5 separate regions of the Mus musculus genome follow, and all the other regions are linked to region 2. Evidence: chromatin contacts called from public ChIA-PET and HiChIP or PLAC-seq data. All regions are on one chromosome and are shown on one strand. Each heading gives the region's core, a stretch centred on a gene start, on an enhancer-like site or on the middle of the called end of the contact. The rest is flanking DNA. Distances are from core to core; before and after follow the strand shown.

Region 1 (2,700 bases), core at 96-2,595, 390 kb before region 2:
AAAGAAATGTAATCGGTATTTCTGCACAGTGATGGTTACTGGTGTGTGGCAGTGGCAATGGATAGAATTTAGCGGCTCCGATCTCCACGAGAATCCTACCTAGATTATAGTTGTTGTAGCCAAGGCTAAGTGCAGTGGTCAGAGGACACCTTTCAGGTGGTGGTTCTCTCATTTCACCACGTGGGACCTGAGGATTGTGACCCTGTGGTGAACAGGCTTAGCAGCAAGTGCCTTTAGTCAACTTGCAAGCCCCCTCCTCCTTTTTGAGCTAGTCTCGTACATCCCAAGATGGCCTCCAATGCACTGTGTAGCCAAGGATGACTGAACTTCTGAGCCTCCTACCTCCACCTCTCAAGTTCTAGGATTACAGGCGTGTGCCACCATACTGGAGTTCTCTGCTCCAGATCCAGCCCACAGCTTTGTGTGTGCTAGGCTCCACAGGTCACATCTTTCCAACAACTGCAGGACTGTAGATTTTATGTTTCAGAAAGTCTCTTCCATGCCTCCTCTCCCCTCACTCACTGCATATAGTCCTGTACATGTCTCCTCTCCAGGATTCATTCTTACAGAGCCAATACCATGCTTAATCCAACTCGTTATCCTGATGAGATTCCTCCAAGTGAACATTTACCTATTTAAAGGTCAAAATAAAATGGGGTGTGATAAAATAAATGGTCCAACATTGTGCTGACAGTTACACAGGATGCGAAACATTACTTGTGTAAGTTATTGGATTGTTCCCTTCCTGCTTAAAACAGTCCAGTCTCTTCCTGTAGGCAATAAAGTCCCAAAGTATGGAGGAAGAAGGCATTTATCTTAGGGCCAGTGAGACGGCTCAGCAGGTAAAAACACTAGCTGCCAAGACTGATAGCCTGAGTTTGAGCAGACTCTTATAAGTCGTCCTGACCTCTACAAGTGCGCCATTAATGAGTAAGTAAAATGATACGTAATGAGCATGCTGGAACACACATTGTAGGCTCACCACTTGGGACGGGGAGGCAGGAGGACCAACTGCACTACATGAGACCTTGTCTCAAAATATCAAAATAAATAAGTATAACAAGATTTTTGTTGTTCTGTTTTTCAAGACAGGGTTTCTTTGTGTAGCCCTGACTGTCCTGCGACTCACCCTGTACACCATACTAATATGCAATATACACATATTAATTAAAACGATGAGAGGGCTACGGACGCCTGAACTCTACTTCAGCACACCCTCCTACACCACAACACCGAGACACTCCCACATCGTCCCTGCAAATGTCGCGAGAACAGAGCAGCTCCTGCGGCCTCACCCGCCTAGAGAGCTAAAACCAGCCACTTCCTGCCTGACGGCCCTCTGACGTCAAAGGTGCGCTGGCGTCGCTTGATCGCAGGCGGAAGTGCTCTCGGCGGAAGTGCCCGCCTTGCTCGGCTTGGGTAGGATGGCTGCAGGTCGGTTCCTTCTGCGTCGTCTCCGAGCGTCTTTCCGTTCCCCGCTGCGGAACGCGCTCGTGGACGCGCCACACGCCAGGGCCATGCACGACGGGGGCGGCCCCCGAAGGCTCTGCATTGAAGGCAACATCGGTAAGGGCCAGAAAGTGGCTGTCGAGCCTTGGCCTCCGCCGAGTAGGTGGCTGAGAGGCTGGGAAAAGAAGTTGGCCTCAGATCTGTCCCACCCTGCCCACCTGACCCCTTCTGCTGCCACCGCCCAACCTGCCGGCCGGTTCTGCATGTCAGGCCTTTCTCCCACAGTGCACCGCGGGTTTTGATTTTGGGAGACATTGGGCCCCAGTACCCGCCCACCTACTCACCCACGGGGACGTAATAGCCTGACGCAGGCTTTAGATAGCCCCAGAATTATACTGGTTTACTGGCATGTTTCATTCGCTAGAAATAGATGCGACAGTGTGCCGGTTCTTTTCCTAAAATAGCATCACCAGATTTAGCAAAAATAAAAATAAATGTCCAGTTTACATAGTTTAAGATAATTTTGGTGTGTCACATGCAGTATTTGGGGCATACACTTAAAAAATGAGCCATTGTTTATTTAGACTTTTTTTTTTTTTTTTTTTCCCCTGAGACAAGGTTTCTCTGTGTAGCGTTGACTGTCCTGGAACCCGCTCTGTAGACCAGGCTGGCCTAGAACTCAGAAGAGATCCGCCTGCCCCTTGCCTCCCTTGTGCTGGGATTAAGGGGATGTGGCACCACCGCCTGGCTTAGATCAATTCTTAACAGATTCCATTTTCACTATTTTGCTGTACCCCCATGTTAATTGCACTACAAATTATTATGACAGTGTTCTATTGTTTTGAAACAGTCACTGTGTAGCCCTAGCTGGCTTGGATCTTGCTATTTAGACCAAGCTGGGCTCAAACTCACAGAAAGTTGCCTGCCTGGTTAGGAAGGATCATGCTTCTTAAATTTAGAAATAGATACTTATTATATATTTTGTTATAAGTAACCCAGTATCTTAAAAAACAAAAAAGCAACATGGAAGGAAAATGGCTCAACTCACTGTTGCTGAATTCTGAGGGTACTTAGCTCTGCACAGATGCTGATAATGCTATCAGGTGTGGGCTGCTCAAGACATTCTAGCAGCAAATAGTTTCTCGTTTTATTCATTCAGCAAATCGCCCTTTGAGTGTCTTCTCTGTGCTGGCACTGTTCCTTGACCCTACGGATACAGCCATGACCAGATCAAATAAAAATTCTGCACTT
Region 2 (2,700 bases), core at 28-2,527:
TCCAAGTTGATGTTTTTTCCTGAGATACTATTTAAAATAACAGCAACAACAAAAACCTACACAAGGGGCAGGCAGGGTACCATACTTTTGTTTCCTCCTTTGGACCTGAGTGAGAGGCAGGAACCCTGGGAAGAGAAGTGTGGTATTAAGGGTCCCTAAAGATGGGGACAGTGGCACAAGCATTTGATCCCAGCACCTAGGGAACAGAGGCAAGAGTGTGAGCTCCAGGCTGGCCTGGTCTACATAGTGACTTACAGGGCAGCCAAAGTTATATAGTGAGACCGCCTCGAAACAAAAACAAACGAAAATAGGGGTGGGTGACCCCAAAAACCTCGCCATTTGGTTCTCAGACATCCTCTGTCTCTTTCCCCAGCGAGCCCTCCTCCAGAAGGCGCGGAGCCAGCCGTCCCCGACTCTGCCTCTGCCAGTGGGTGGGGGCTGCCCTGCCCCTGCCCTCACCGAAGAGATGCTGCTGAAGCGTGAGGAGCGTGCACGGAAGCGGCGGCTGCAGGCGGCGAGGAGGGCCGAGGAGCACAAAAATCAGACAATTGAGCGCCTCACCAAGACGGCCGCTCCTAGCGGGCGTGGAGGGCGCGGGGCGGCGCGGGGCGAGCGGCGCGGAGGACGGGCTGCTGCCCCGGCCCCTGCACCCATGGTGCGCTACTGCAGCGGGGCACAGGGCTCCACCTTGTCTTTTCCTCCCGGCGTTCCCACACCCACGGCGGTGGCACAGCGGCCTGCCCCATCGGGCCCCGCTCCACGATGCTCTGTCCCCGGCTGCCCCCACCCGCGTCGTTATGCCTGCTCCCGCACCGGCCAGGCCCTTTGCAGCCTACAGTGCTACCGCATCAACCTGCAGCTACGGCTGGGAGGGCCCGAGGGCCCGGGGTCCCCACTCCTGGCCACCTAAGACCTCTCCCACGCCACATTCCTGCTGTCTCCCCCACCCTATTAAATTTCGTACAGTGCCTCAGCTTGTATCGAATTGCTGGAGTGGGAAGCCGGCGGAGTCTGAACCTGAGTGTGTAAAGTCATTCAGCCAATCGGCGAAAATTTTTGTGCTGAACGGCCGTTCATTGGCCGATAAGTCAAAGCTTGTTCTGTTGTCCGTACTGGCTATTGTTGCTGTCAGTCAGGCATTTGGTCGAGCCTTTCCCCTGTCTTTGTCTGTGTGAGTTCTTGTTGTCTGGGAGAGCGGCACAGGCGCCGCTGCGGATTGGGCAAAAGGAGAAACCTGTGACCGGTTCCTATTGGCTGATCTGTTAGTTAGCGATTCTGATTGGCTGGACTGAGCAACTGTGTCCTCTGGAGGTGCTCTCCCCGGCCGGGAGCTCCGGCCGCGGAGTGATGGTGGCACCGGTGGCGATGGGCCGGGCAGGGACCATGGAAGTGGCGGCAGAGGTGGCAGGGGCGGGGCAGCTGGCGGTGGAGGAGGCTGTGGTCTTCAGGGGTCTGTAGGTGGAGGCATGGCTCGGGCCAGCAGCAGGAACAGCAGCGAAGAGGCCTGGGGGTCACTTCAGGCGCCGCAACAGCAGGTATCCCAGCAGCTCTAAAAGCTTATCTCACTACAGCCATTTATTTCTCTTTCCCCTTTCCTGTCACTTCCTGTCCGGGGTGGGGGAGGAGCTCATGGAGCCAAAGGTACTCTGAAGTTCCTGAACATGACCATTCTACTCTTTGTCTAGACTTATTACGTAGATGCAGTTGACTTTACCTGCACCCTCTTAGACCCCATCTCATGGTTGCAATGCAAGCCTGCAGTGGCTCTCCAGTTACCAGAGGCGTAGTGAAACCCCCAGGGAGGTTCCCTCTGTCTTGCAGCAGTTATTTGTGATGTTTTTCTCTGTGCCTATTGTCACAGCAGAGTCCGGCAGCATCTTCTCTTGAGGGAGCAATTTGGAGACGAGCTGGAACCCAGACTCGCGCCCTGGATACCATCCTTTATCATCCACAGCAATCCCATCTGGTTGGGAGCACTGCTCTGGGTCTCACACTGTGCCTCCTCTACCCCAGGGAGCTTGAGACCCAGGGGTGGAAAAAAAAAACCATCTTGGGGGTGTGGGAGGCAGACCTTTGGGGTGGGAGATGTTGAAAGCTTTTTAGCTTTGGAAATGGCCTTAAATTCCTACCCATTGTCACACTATGTTTTGTTTCTTTTAAAACATTAGCCTACAAAAAACCACCCTTGGGGCCAGGCTTCTGTGAGAAAAGTATTGGGTTTAAAGAACTGATATCACTTTCTCTGTATTTACACTTTACTTTCTCACTAGTTTCTGGCATTTTAAATCTTCCATACTGATAGCCCTACATATAGACCCTCCTTTTAGCATCCCATGCCATCCTTCCAAGCTAGGTCGGCTCGTGGGTGGGACTGTATGTGCGTGCAGGAGGTGGGGGTGGACAGGGCCTTGGGTAGAAGCCCCTGGTTCTTAGTGCCTCCTTGCCTCCAGCTTCGAGAGCTGTGCCCAGGAGTGAATACCCAGCCCTACCTCTGTGAGACTGGTCATTGCTGTGGGGAGACTGGCTGCTGCACCTACTACTATGAACTCTGGTGTGAGTCTTCAAAGGGATCCATCTCAGGTTCCATGCCCATCCTCCCTTGGATTTCTGAACTCAGCTACCAAAGACCCTTCTCTGCTTAGGGCTGGAGTCTGGGGTGGTGGTCTGAGTTGTGCCCTCTTTGCCTCCTGCAGGGTTCTG
Region 3 (2,700 bases), core at 129-2,628, 360 kb before region 2:
CATCCCTGTGTGGGACAGTGCCAATTGGACAGAGTGTGCAGGGTCTGTGTGGGAACAAGTGTCACCTGAGCTTGAGACTAGAGGGCACAGTGAGCAGAGCCTTCAGCAGTCACAGCGTGGCACGTCAGGAAGCTTGGACGTAGGGTCCCTGCACTTCTCCCCACACTGGCTTCCCATCACAGTCTAGTGTGTACTCCCATGTGCACTGGAATGACGTGGAGCCACGATAAAACTGTCCCATGAATTTTAAAATCATTCATTATAATCATGTCAGTAAAATTAGAATTATGCCAAATATTCAAAATAGGATTTTGCCTAGACTGTAGAGGGAAGAAAAGTTTGCTCAGTTTAGCAAATTCATAATAAAAAGGGAAATGCTGATTTTAATAGATCCAGGCTGGTATCAATGGTTGTCTGTAGTCACTGGGTGATAATTATGAATAGCTTTTACCAGAATTGTTCTGTCCTTGTATGTATTTGAAAACATGATTGTATTATGTTTTTTAAAATATTCATTTATTCTAATCCAGAAGATATTTTTCTCTCAGAGGAAAAATTAAGTACCTTAGCTGAAGCTGCTTGCTAGTGGGAATGTAGCATGGGTGACCTCTGAGGAGGCAGCTGGGCAGTTGTAGGAAGAGCTCATTCCTTTTGCCCTGTTAATCCTGGTGCTTAGAGTTGAGTCCGTAGATACGCTGGCACACAGACAGACTGCCCTGTTACGTGCATCACTGTTTGTAATAGCCAAGCACTGGAGATGACCGAGTGCTTATTAGGGGACCTGGCTGAGTGTACTGTACTGTAAAACAGAATACTTACTCTACAGCACTGTACTGGTTGGCTTTCTTTGTTGCTGCCTTTTTGTGGCAAGGTCTTAAAACTCATAGCCCAGCTGGCCTGGAACTCACTAGAAGCATTCAGGTTTCAGCTACCCTGTGCTAGATTTCTAGGTGTGAACCGTGCTGAGAACGGTGAAGCACTGTTAAGTGAGAAGAGCAAGCCTAAGAACAGAGTGTGCCGTGGGATAGTGTCTCTCCGTTCTCAGGAGATGGTGTCAGGAACGCATGTGTGCATAAACTGCTGAAAGCTCAGTCACGTGTGGTGCTGTGAGTGAGGAGAACAGAGTAGCCAGAGGCAGGAGGGTACAGGAAACACGGGTCACAGAGCTCCAGGTCAGCCTGGAGCACACCTAGAACTACCCCCAAAATAAAGTCAAAGACAATAAAACTCGGCAGGCAGGCAGGCGGGTTGGGGAGGGAAGGTGCTAAAGAGAATTTGTTTGCATAGTTTCATTTCCTTAAGGGAAAGATGGGACATGGGGGAGGGTGGAGTCCTAAGTCAGCGGGTTAATCTGCCCACACTCTGAGGACAGTTGACATTGACTAATGAAGTATTTGACCAGGCAGAAAGAGGAACAAGGGCAATTCAGGCAAAACAAACATTTGGAGCAGAGGTTTTGAAGTGTGAAGGGGCTTGGCTTGTCCCACAGGAAGGAGGCCAAATCTGGCCAAAGCCATGAGCAAGGGAGGGACTAAGGAAGTTGAGGACAAGTACTGTGGCCTTATGTGCTGTGGCAAGGAATCACAGTTCTCAGGGGCAGAGACCCTCAGACCTGCAGGTGGAGGCAGAGTGAAGCTCTGCAAAGGGGCAGGGAGAGGGGCCTTCATGTCAAGACTCAGGTTTCATTTGATTCATTTCATTTGACTTATGCAGATGTTTCATCTACTCCAGAGTGAGTGCTTGATCTAGAGATGTTTCAAATTGCTTACCACTTTATAAGTAGAGTGGCTCTCACAAGCCAGGCACAGTGACACATGCATATAATCCCACCACCTGGACAGCTGAGGCAGGAGGATAGCAAGTTCATAACTTCTTGAAGTCTTTGGTTATGCCTGTAGCTGGTAAGCAGCCTGTGGAGCAAATATTTTAAGCAGGGGCACAAGAACCATAGAAGGCTGGAGTGAAGGGCAAACTGGAAAGGCAGAATGACTTTGGCAATCCTAGATGTGCCTTACCTCAGAGCAGTCTCAGTTACCTGCGGGTGGGTGGAGGATGGAGAAAAAGCAGCCCACCAAAACTGCTTGCCCCACACATGACTATGACAGATGACTGACTCTTAGGCCCATGCTCTCTTCGTGCACTTCTTCACCTCCAGGAGAAAGAAAGCAGCAGGCTCTTGAAGTGTCCAGATGAAAAGCATGAACGCCAAGGCAGAGGTGAGAGGACAGGGCCAGCTAGAGAGATTAGAATCTCCTGGATTCTTGATGTGCTCGGGAGGAAGACAAAGAAGGGTAGTTTCAGGCTCCCAGTGCGGCTGGCTGGGTGGATGGAGTTTGCTACTAACCATCTGAAGCTACTCCGAGGAAGGGCAGTCTGAGGCAGAAGTGGACAACATGGTGCCAGTGCCCTGAGCAAGGCAAGAAGCAGCAGGTGCAGTCATGGGCCATGGTACCAAAGAGGACATCCAGACATTTTGTGGGTTGCTTGGCCCTGTAAGACTGAAATGTAAGAGTCGGGGGATTGTCTTTTAGGTTTGTATGGAGAGACTCTACCAGAGGGATAGAGAAGAAGAAAAGGGCATTGAGCTGGCCTATCTTCAACAGCTACATAGTCAGCACGAAGACTGGTTTATTAACAAGACTACCAAGTAAGTGTGTAACAGACAGACCAGAGCCTCCACCACCGTGCTGAGCACAGCCG
Region 4 (2,700 bases), core at 26-2,525, 450 kb before region 2:
TTCCCAGAACTTAACCATAGGGTAATAAAGAAACTGTCCCACAAGGTGTCCCTCTGACAATTACCGTTCCATGCTCACTTGCACACATCCTCACCGTGTGTCTTAGTCAGGGTTTCTATTCCTGCACAAACATCATGACCAAGAAGCAAGTTGGGGAGGAAAGGGTTTATTCGGCTTACACTTCCATCCTGCTGTTCATGACCAAAGGAAGTCAGGACTGGAACTCAAGCAGGTCAGGGAGCAGGAGCTGATGCAGAGGCCATGGAGGGATGTTCTTTACTGGCTTGCCTCACCTGGCTTGCTCAGCCTGCTTTCTTATAGAACCAAGACTACCAGCCCTGAGATGGTCCCACCCACAAGGGGCCTTTCCCCCTTGATCACTAATTGAGAAAATGCCTTACAATTGCATCTCATGGAGGCATTTCCTCAACTGAAGCTCCTTTCTCTGTGATAACTCCAGCTGTGTCAAGTTGACACAAAACTAGCCAGTACACCGTGCAAACACACACACACACACACACACACACACACACACACACGATAAAAATTAATGTAAGTTTAAAAAACAAAAACAGGACCGACTGGCAGAGGGTGGCTATGTAGATAGGTAGTCCATGATGCTTTGTTTGAACCGGCGATGTCAGCTCTGCTGTGAATGACAAGCTAGATAGCGATCCCCCTTGAAATATTAATTCGCTATTATTCCGATGGAGGAGCCATTGGCAGGAAACTCCTGCTTCAGAATGGGACCCTTGGAGGCTCTCAGAGACTGAACCACCAACTAAAGAGCATAAGCAGGCTGGATTTAGGCCCCCCACACATATGTAGCAAATGTGCAGCTTGGTCTTCATGTGGGTCCCCCAACAACTGGAGTGGGGGCTGTCTCTAAAGCTGTTCCCTGTCTGTGGGTCCCGTTCGCATAACTGGGCTGCCTTCTCCGGCCTCAGCGGGAGAGGGGAGAGGATGAGCCTAGCGTTGCAAAGACTTGATGTGCAACAGTCAGGGGGAGTGGGATATCCAGAGGGAGGAAGGGAGGGATTGTGCGTCGCGGGGGGGGGGGGCGGGGAGAGCGGGGAGTGCAACGGTAGGGATGTGAAGTGAATAAAAAGATAAATTAATGGGGGGAAAAGCATACTGGTTTCTGCTGCAGTCCCCTCTTTCACTAGGTTCCCTTTCCTTCCTGGTTCGTTTTCTTTACCAAAAGGAGCGCTGCAGCGCTCCCTCTCATTGGTGGAAGATTCCAGCCCCACCCACCAGTTCTCCACACCAGGTCCTAAATCCGTGGAGCGTAATTGAAGGAGTGGCGAGAGTGGGCGTGTCATCGGAGGTGACGTTTCCGGAAGCTCTGACTGTCATCCTTCACGAAAGGTGGGAAGGGTCCCGGGAATGCAGCGGGACTGGGGATCCTGGCGCGGTGGGACCCCGCGGGGAGAGGCCGTGAGTGTGGGGTCCGTGTCCCTGGCCCAGGCCGGCCGCGCGCGAGCTCTGGGATGGCCCTGTCTTCAGGGCTGGCTTCAGACCAGCCAGGCCTGGTCTCAACACTCCTTGCATTTTCGAGAAACCTGACTGAGTGCCTTGCATTTTTGGAGAAACCTGACTGAGTGCCTTCTAGATGGGCGCTGCCAGCAGTTACTGCTGGATCCCTCTCCCGATACACACGCTCTGCAGGGTTGCTGAACCCCATGTTGTCCCGAGCCACTCGATGGCTTCTGGAGGATGGTCCTTTCTTTACCCACAAGTGCCTCTCTCGAGAGGTGCCCAGATGGCCAGCATCCCATTCCAATGAGCTCTTCTGGGCTGTGCCCAGTTCGGCGGTTAGGGACGTGGGCAGATTTACACTCTCAAGAGGATGTGTTTTACACTCGCAATGTCCCCACACTCCTAGCAGCCCTCGGCTTTTGCTAGAAAAGGGAGTTTAGTGGGGAAACTTCGTGGACAAAATGCCACCGCAAAGTTAGGGCAAGCTAAAGCAGAACTGGCCTAGAGAAAACAACCTCTGAGGACAGGTGAGTAGAACTGAGATATAGCTGAATGCACAACACTGTAATCTGCGTCTCCCCGGGCAGATGGGAATCCTGACCGAGGAATAAGATGGGAAAAACAAGACTGCTCAGACCCAAGATGAGTGTATTCTAGAACAGGCTGGCTAGGGTGTGCTGTTATCCAGTGCACACCGACAACCCCGTTCCACTCAGGATTATGTGCAACGATGGTGCCAGGGAGCCCAGAAGCAACATCTAGAAAGAATGTAAATTCCTACAGTTTGGGTACCAATGAGTAGGAACTCCTAGAGTGTTCCACCCCAACCTAGGTGCTGTCACTTTGCCGTTTACACCCTGCTTGGCTTGTGGGGACAAGCACGGATTGATGCTTCCAAGCATGAACTACCTGGCCCTGAAAGTGGTGAATGGGATGGGCTGAAGTGAAGGGTGGTTTAGTGAGCAGCGTCAGGAATATTCACCCTAGAAAGGAGCCCCGCATTAACCTTGTGTTCAAAACTGAGGAAGCGTATCCCGGTAAATACCATTTCATCTCTGGTGGAATGAAATGGTCGACATGAATTATCCAGGCCGTGTTCATGAGGATTCACTGAACACACTCTGCCAGGGATTGGGTAAACGGAAGTGGTCATCCGCATAAAGAAACAAGAAAAAGAAAAAGACGCAGTTCTCTGGATGGGCCTCCTACTGATGGAGAGTA
Region 5 (2,700 bases), core at 146-2,645, 370 kb after region 2:
CCATGGTGGGGTGTTTGCATAAAAGACTGGATCTTGTTTTGGGATGATCTCGCTGTATGATTCTGAGCTAAAGGGTACCAGCCAGGAGTACCCTAGTCGTCTGTTTGTAGAGAAGGGTGGTAGGGTGCTAGTTAGGTCATGGGCTGAGAGGGGAGCTGTGGTGACTTCAACACCTGGCAGGCTTGCTGGGGCCTGCTGCTCTACACAGGAGCGTGCCCAGTCTTCAGATTGTCTTCCTGCTCTGTATTGTACCTCATCGGTGTTGTTCCCCCTCATGAAGAATGTGCTAGCCTTTTCTCCGTATTGCTTCTGTCTCGTTCTGGGCCCTGCTACCAGATGACAAATATTTGAGAACCAAGTAAGACAATGCCAAAAACACACCAGAAGTTTGGCTGTGGTTGTGAAAAACCACATTGCGATGTGTGTGCAATGTGTTGGGCGAATCTCGTCTCCGTAGACCTCTTTCTTCTATAATAGGAAGGTCACAGGCATCCCATGGTCCTGGCAGCTTTCCCTGCAGAGCCTGGCCAGGGCTTGCCACTTGAGTTGACATTTGCAGTGTGTCTGTCCACCTAGAAAGAGAATCTGTTTCTAACACTCATGATCCCAAAAGTTCAAATTTACCTTGAAATATCTCAGACTGTCGGGGCCAGGTACACATCTGTAATCCTAGCATTTGAGAGACTGAGCCTGGAGGATTGAGAGTTCAAGGCCAGCCTGGGCTATATATAGTGTGACCTTGTTTCCAAATGAAAGTCAAACCTATGAAAATAATTAAAATGTGACACCTGATAATAAAATACCTAATAGTGAAAACATCTCAAACCACCAAAATTAAAGAAAATCATTTCTATTCTTTTTCTTTTAGCTACATTGAGAGAGAGAGAGAGAGAGAGAGAGAGAGAGAGAGAGAGAGAGAAGGTCAGAGGATAATTTGTGGGAATCAATTCTCTCTACTATGTAGATTCTGGGGTTCACACACCGGTGGTCAGGCTTGTTGTTAAGTGTCATCTTACCAGCCCAGTTTTTTAAAAGGGGGAAGAAGTAGATTTTTAAAATGCAGTTTTATTAGATCAAAAGCTAAATTATCAAGCCTCAGACTTGCAACAGTCCTTAAGAGCTGTGAACCTGTCGGGAGAGAACTCTATCTTCTGCTCACTGGTTTCTATCTCAGAGAACTTGGTGCCCCTTCTTCCTCAGCTTCTTGATGCTGGCCCCGGCGGGCGCCCGCACACCCTGCTGAGGTTTTTTAGGTCTATCTCAGGACAAGAGGAGTGAGACATCCTCCTGTCAATAAGGAAAAGGAAATGTGTGGAGCACAGAGCTGGCAGACCGATGCCCTTTGAGCCTTTTTATGGCAGGAAGGTGTTGAGTTCTCTAGCATCTCATGCCCCGTCCTCAGATAGCAGGAAGAGAGGGTTGGTCCTCCAACTCAGGGGAGCAGCTGTCTCCTCTCTTCCTTCTAGGAAGCGTGTAGGCTTTTGATCTTGCCGCTTACTCAGACCTTTTCTCAGTGGACTTGCCCTGTGGGAAACCACGAGTCACATGAAGCCTGGCAAACTGAAAATGTGACCAGCCAGCTGAATTTAGTTTGACTTGATATCAGGCTCTCAAGAGGTAGCCTAGGCTGCCAAATTCCCCATTTTCCTGTCTCAGCCTCCTGAATGTAGGGGCTTTTTTTTTCTTGCCTTCTGTGGGGAAGGCGGCTGGGGAAGGAACAGAGGTAAGGGCTGGGGACTAGGAAGATATATTTTGTTCCTTGCCTTAGATTAAGGTCCCCCCAATTCCCGTGACTGCTTGATGTTTCTGTGACTTGTTTCCTTTGGATAAAGATATTCACCCTAAAGGCTGTAAGGTGACAAAGAGCTCACATACCATGTGTAAGGCCTTGGGTTCAGTCTTCAGCGCTGGGAAAAAAGGGAAAGAATAAAGAAAAACTAACAAACACCGCTCTTGCCTTGGACTGGAGGTTCAAAGTTCAGCATCAACTGTGGGTAACCGTGCTTCGGATGAGACAGATGGGCAGGACCCAGGATGGGGGCTCAGCCAGCACTGCCTCCTCCTAGATTAGGCTGCCTTCCTTCCTGACTCCACCAGCTGCTCATCGCCCAGACATCAGGGAGCCGGTGGGCCTGTTAGCCCCATCCCTTATTGTTGAGATCTGGAGAGATTTTCGAGAGCTTGCTGGGTCTCTTGAGGGGTGTGTGAAGGCTTCAGGAGAGCATGGAGCAGTCGGCTTTCTCTCTAGGAATTAAATTCAAGTTGTATGCTTGGCACCAAATGCCAACCCTCTGAGCCGTGTCGCTGGCCCTTTGCTCCTTTCTGGGAAGGAACACACTTGTTTGTCTTCCATTCTTCCACTCCTTCTTCCACGCTTTTCCATCTTGCCACTTGGCCCTCTTTCCGTGGACTCTGTTTACCCTCTCCAGCCTCTGCTTACTCGCTATATCTCGTGCCCTGCCCTCTGTCTCTCAACATCTAGAGAGCTAAGCTTCTCTTTGAGGGTATGGAGTAGGTGACAGGGGACCTCTCGGTTGGTGGGCTCTGGCTTGACTGGAAGCCTGAGTTATCAGGAGTGCACCTCTCTGCATGTTGAGGTGGCTATGTGGGTCCTGCAGCCATTGCCCTGTCTTTTGTTTTGAAACTGGACATCAAAAATAGAGACTGGAGATGACTTGCTAGTTAAAAGCAATTGCTGTT

Evidence for each region. ChIA-PET counts read pairs in DNA pulled down with a chosen protein or histone mark. HiChIP or PLAC-seq counts read pairs in DNA pulled down with a chosen protein or histone mark.
Region 1: a contact with region 2 is called in an RNA polymerase II ChIA-PET map of memory CD8 T cells, with 68 read pairs. The contact joins the promoter of Dguok here to the promoter of Wbp1 in region 2. A contact is called at or near these places in 7 of 39 promoter capture datasets (3T3-L1-derived adipocytes, the C10 cell line, cranial neural crest and 4 more), 8 of 484 Hi-C or Micro-C datasets (CD8 T cells, LSK cells, the N1E-115 cell line and 5 more), 5 of 115 datasets of contacts at active chromatin or transcription factors (astrocytes, embryonic stem cells, memory CD8 T cells and 2 more) and 3 of 9 other capture datasets (adipose tissue, liver and macrophages).
Region 3: a contact with region 2 is called in a FOXA1 HiChIP or PLAC-seq map of pancreatic cancer cells. The contact joins the enhancer-like site here to the promoter of Wbp1 in region 2. A contact is called at or near these places in 4 of 39 promoter capture datasets (the C10 cell line, cranial neural crest and pre-B cells), 3 of 115 datasets of contacts at active chromatin or transcription factors (bone marrow-derived macrophages, double positive thymocytes and pancreatic cancer cells) and 2 of 9 other capture datasets (adipose tissue and liver).
Region 4: a contact with region 2 is called in an RNA polymerase II ChIA-PET map of memory CD8 T cells, with 12 read pairs. The contact joins the promoter of Stambp here to the promoter of Wbp1 in region 2. A contact is called at or near these places in 5 of 39 promoter capture datasets (the C10 cell line, cranial neural crest, hippocampal neurons and 2 more), 1 of 484 Hi-C or Micro-C datasets (Sertoli cells), 1 of 115 datasets of contacts at active chromatin or transcription factors (memory CD8 T cells) and 2 of 9 other capture datasets (liver and pancreatic islet).
Region 5: a contact with region 2 is called in an RNA polymerase II ChIA-PET map of memory CD8 T cells, with 18 read pairs. The contact joins the enhancer-like site here to the promoter of Wbp1 in region 2. A contact is called at or near these places in 3 of 39 promoter capture datasets (the HPC-7 cell line, cranial neural crest and neutrophils), 1 of 484 Hi-C or Micro-C datasets (the HL-1 cell line), 4 of 115 datasets of contacts at active chromatin or transcription factors (effector CD8 T cells, extraembryonic endoderm stem cells, memory CD8 T cells and 1 more) and 3 of 9 other capture datasets (adipose tissue, liver and macrophages).

Annotation. Positions count from the first base shown.
Region 1 is chr6:83,505,614-83,508,313 of GRCm38.p6, reverse strand. It overlaps Dguok (deoxyguanosine kinase), which reads left to right and starts at 1,345. Exons shown (of 7, transcript NM_013764.2): 1 at 1,345-1,566. The coding sequence starts at 1,425.
Region 2 is chr6:83,120,038-83,122,737 of GRCm38.p6, reverse strand. It overlaps Wbp1 (WW domain binding protein 1), which reads left to right and starts at 1,277. Exons shown (of 5, transcript NM_016757.2): 1 at 1,277-1,535; 2 at 1,862-1,966; 3 at 2,451-2,553; 4 at 2,694-2,700. The coding sequence starts at 1,467. Ino80b (INO80 complex subunit B) reads left to right here. Exons shown (of 5, transcript NM_023547.2): 5 at 374-973. The coding sequence ends at 910.
Region 3 is chr6:83,481,294-83,483,993 of GRCm38.p6, reverse strand. Dguok (deoxyguanosine kinase) reads left to right here. Exons shown (of 7, transcript NM_013764.2): 5 at 2,532-2,647. Among named protein-coding and RNA genes, the nearest start is that of Dguok, 24 kb to the left of the region's middle. Within about 2 kb of position 1,378, at least 105 of the 459 cell types and tissues checked have an H3K27ac peak or open chromatin away from gene starts, as enhancers often do. A contact at or near this core is called in adipose tissue, bone marrow-derived macrophages, pancreatic cancer cells and 1 more, where this site is marked.
Region 4 is chr6:83,571,079-83,573,778 of GRCm38.p6, reverse strand. Stambp (STAM binding protein) reads left to right here and starts at 1,275. Exons shown (of 10, transcript NM_024239.2): 1 at 1,275-1,368. All of the region lies in intron 1 of Gm21284 (predicted gene, 21284), which reads right to left.
Region 5 is chr6:82,746,051-82,748,750 of GRCm38.p6, reverse strand. The region is part of intron 3 of Hk2 (hexokinase 2); the gene reads left to right. Among named protein-coding and RNA genes, the nearest start is that of Hk2, 27 kb to the left of the region's middle. Within about 2 kb of position 1,395, at least 36 of the 459 cell types and tissues checked have an H3K27ac peak or open chromatin away from gene starts, as enhancers often do. A contact at or near this core is called in the HPC-7 cell line and memory CD8 T cells, where this site is marked.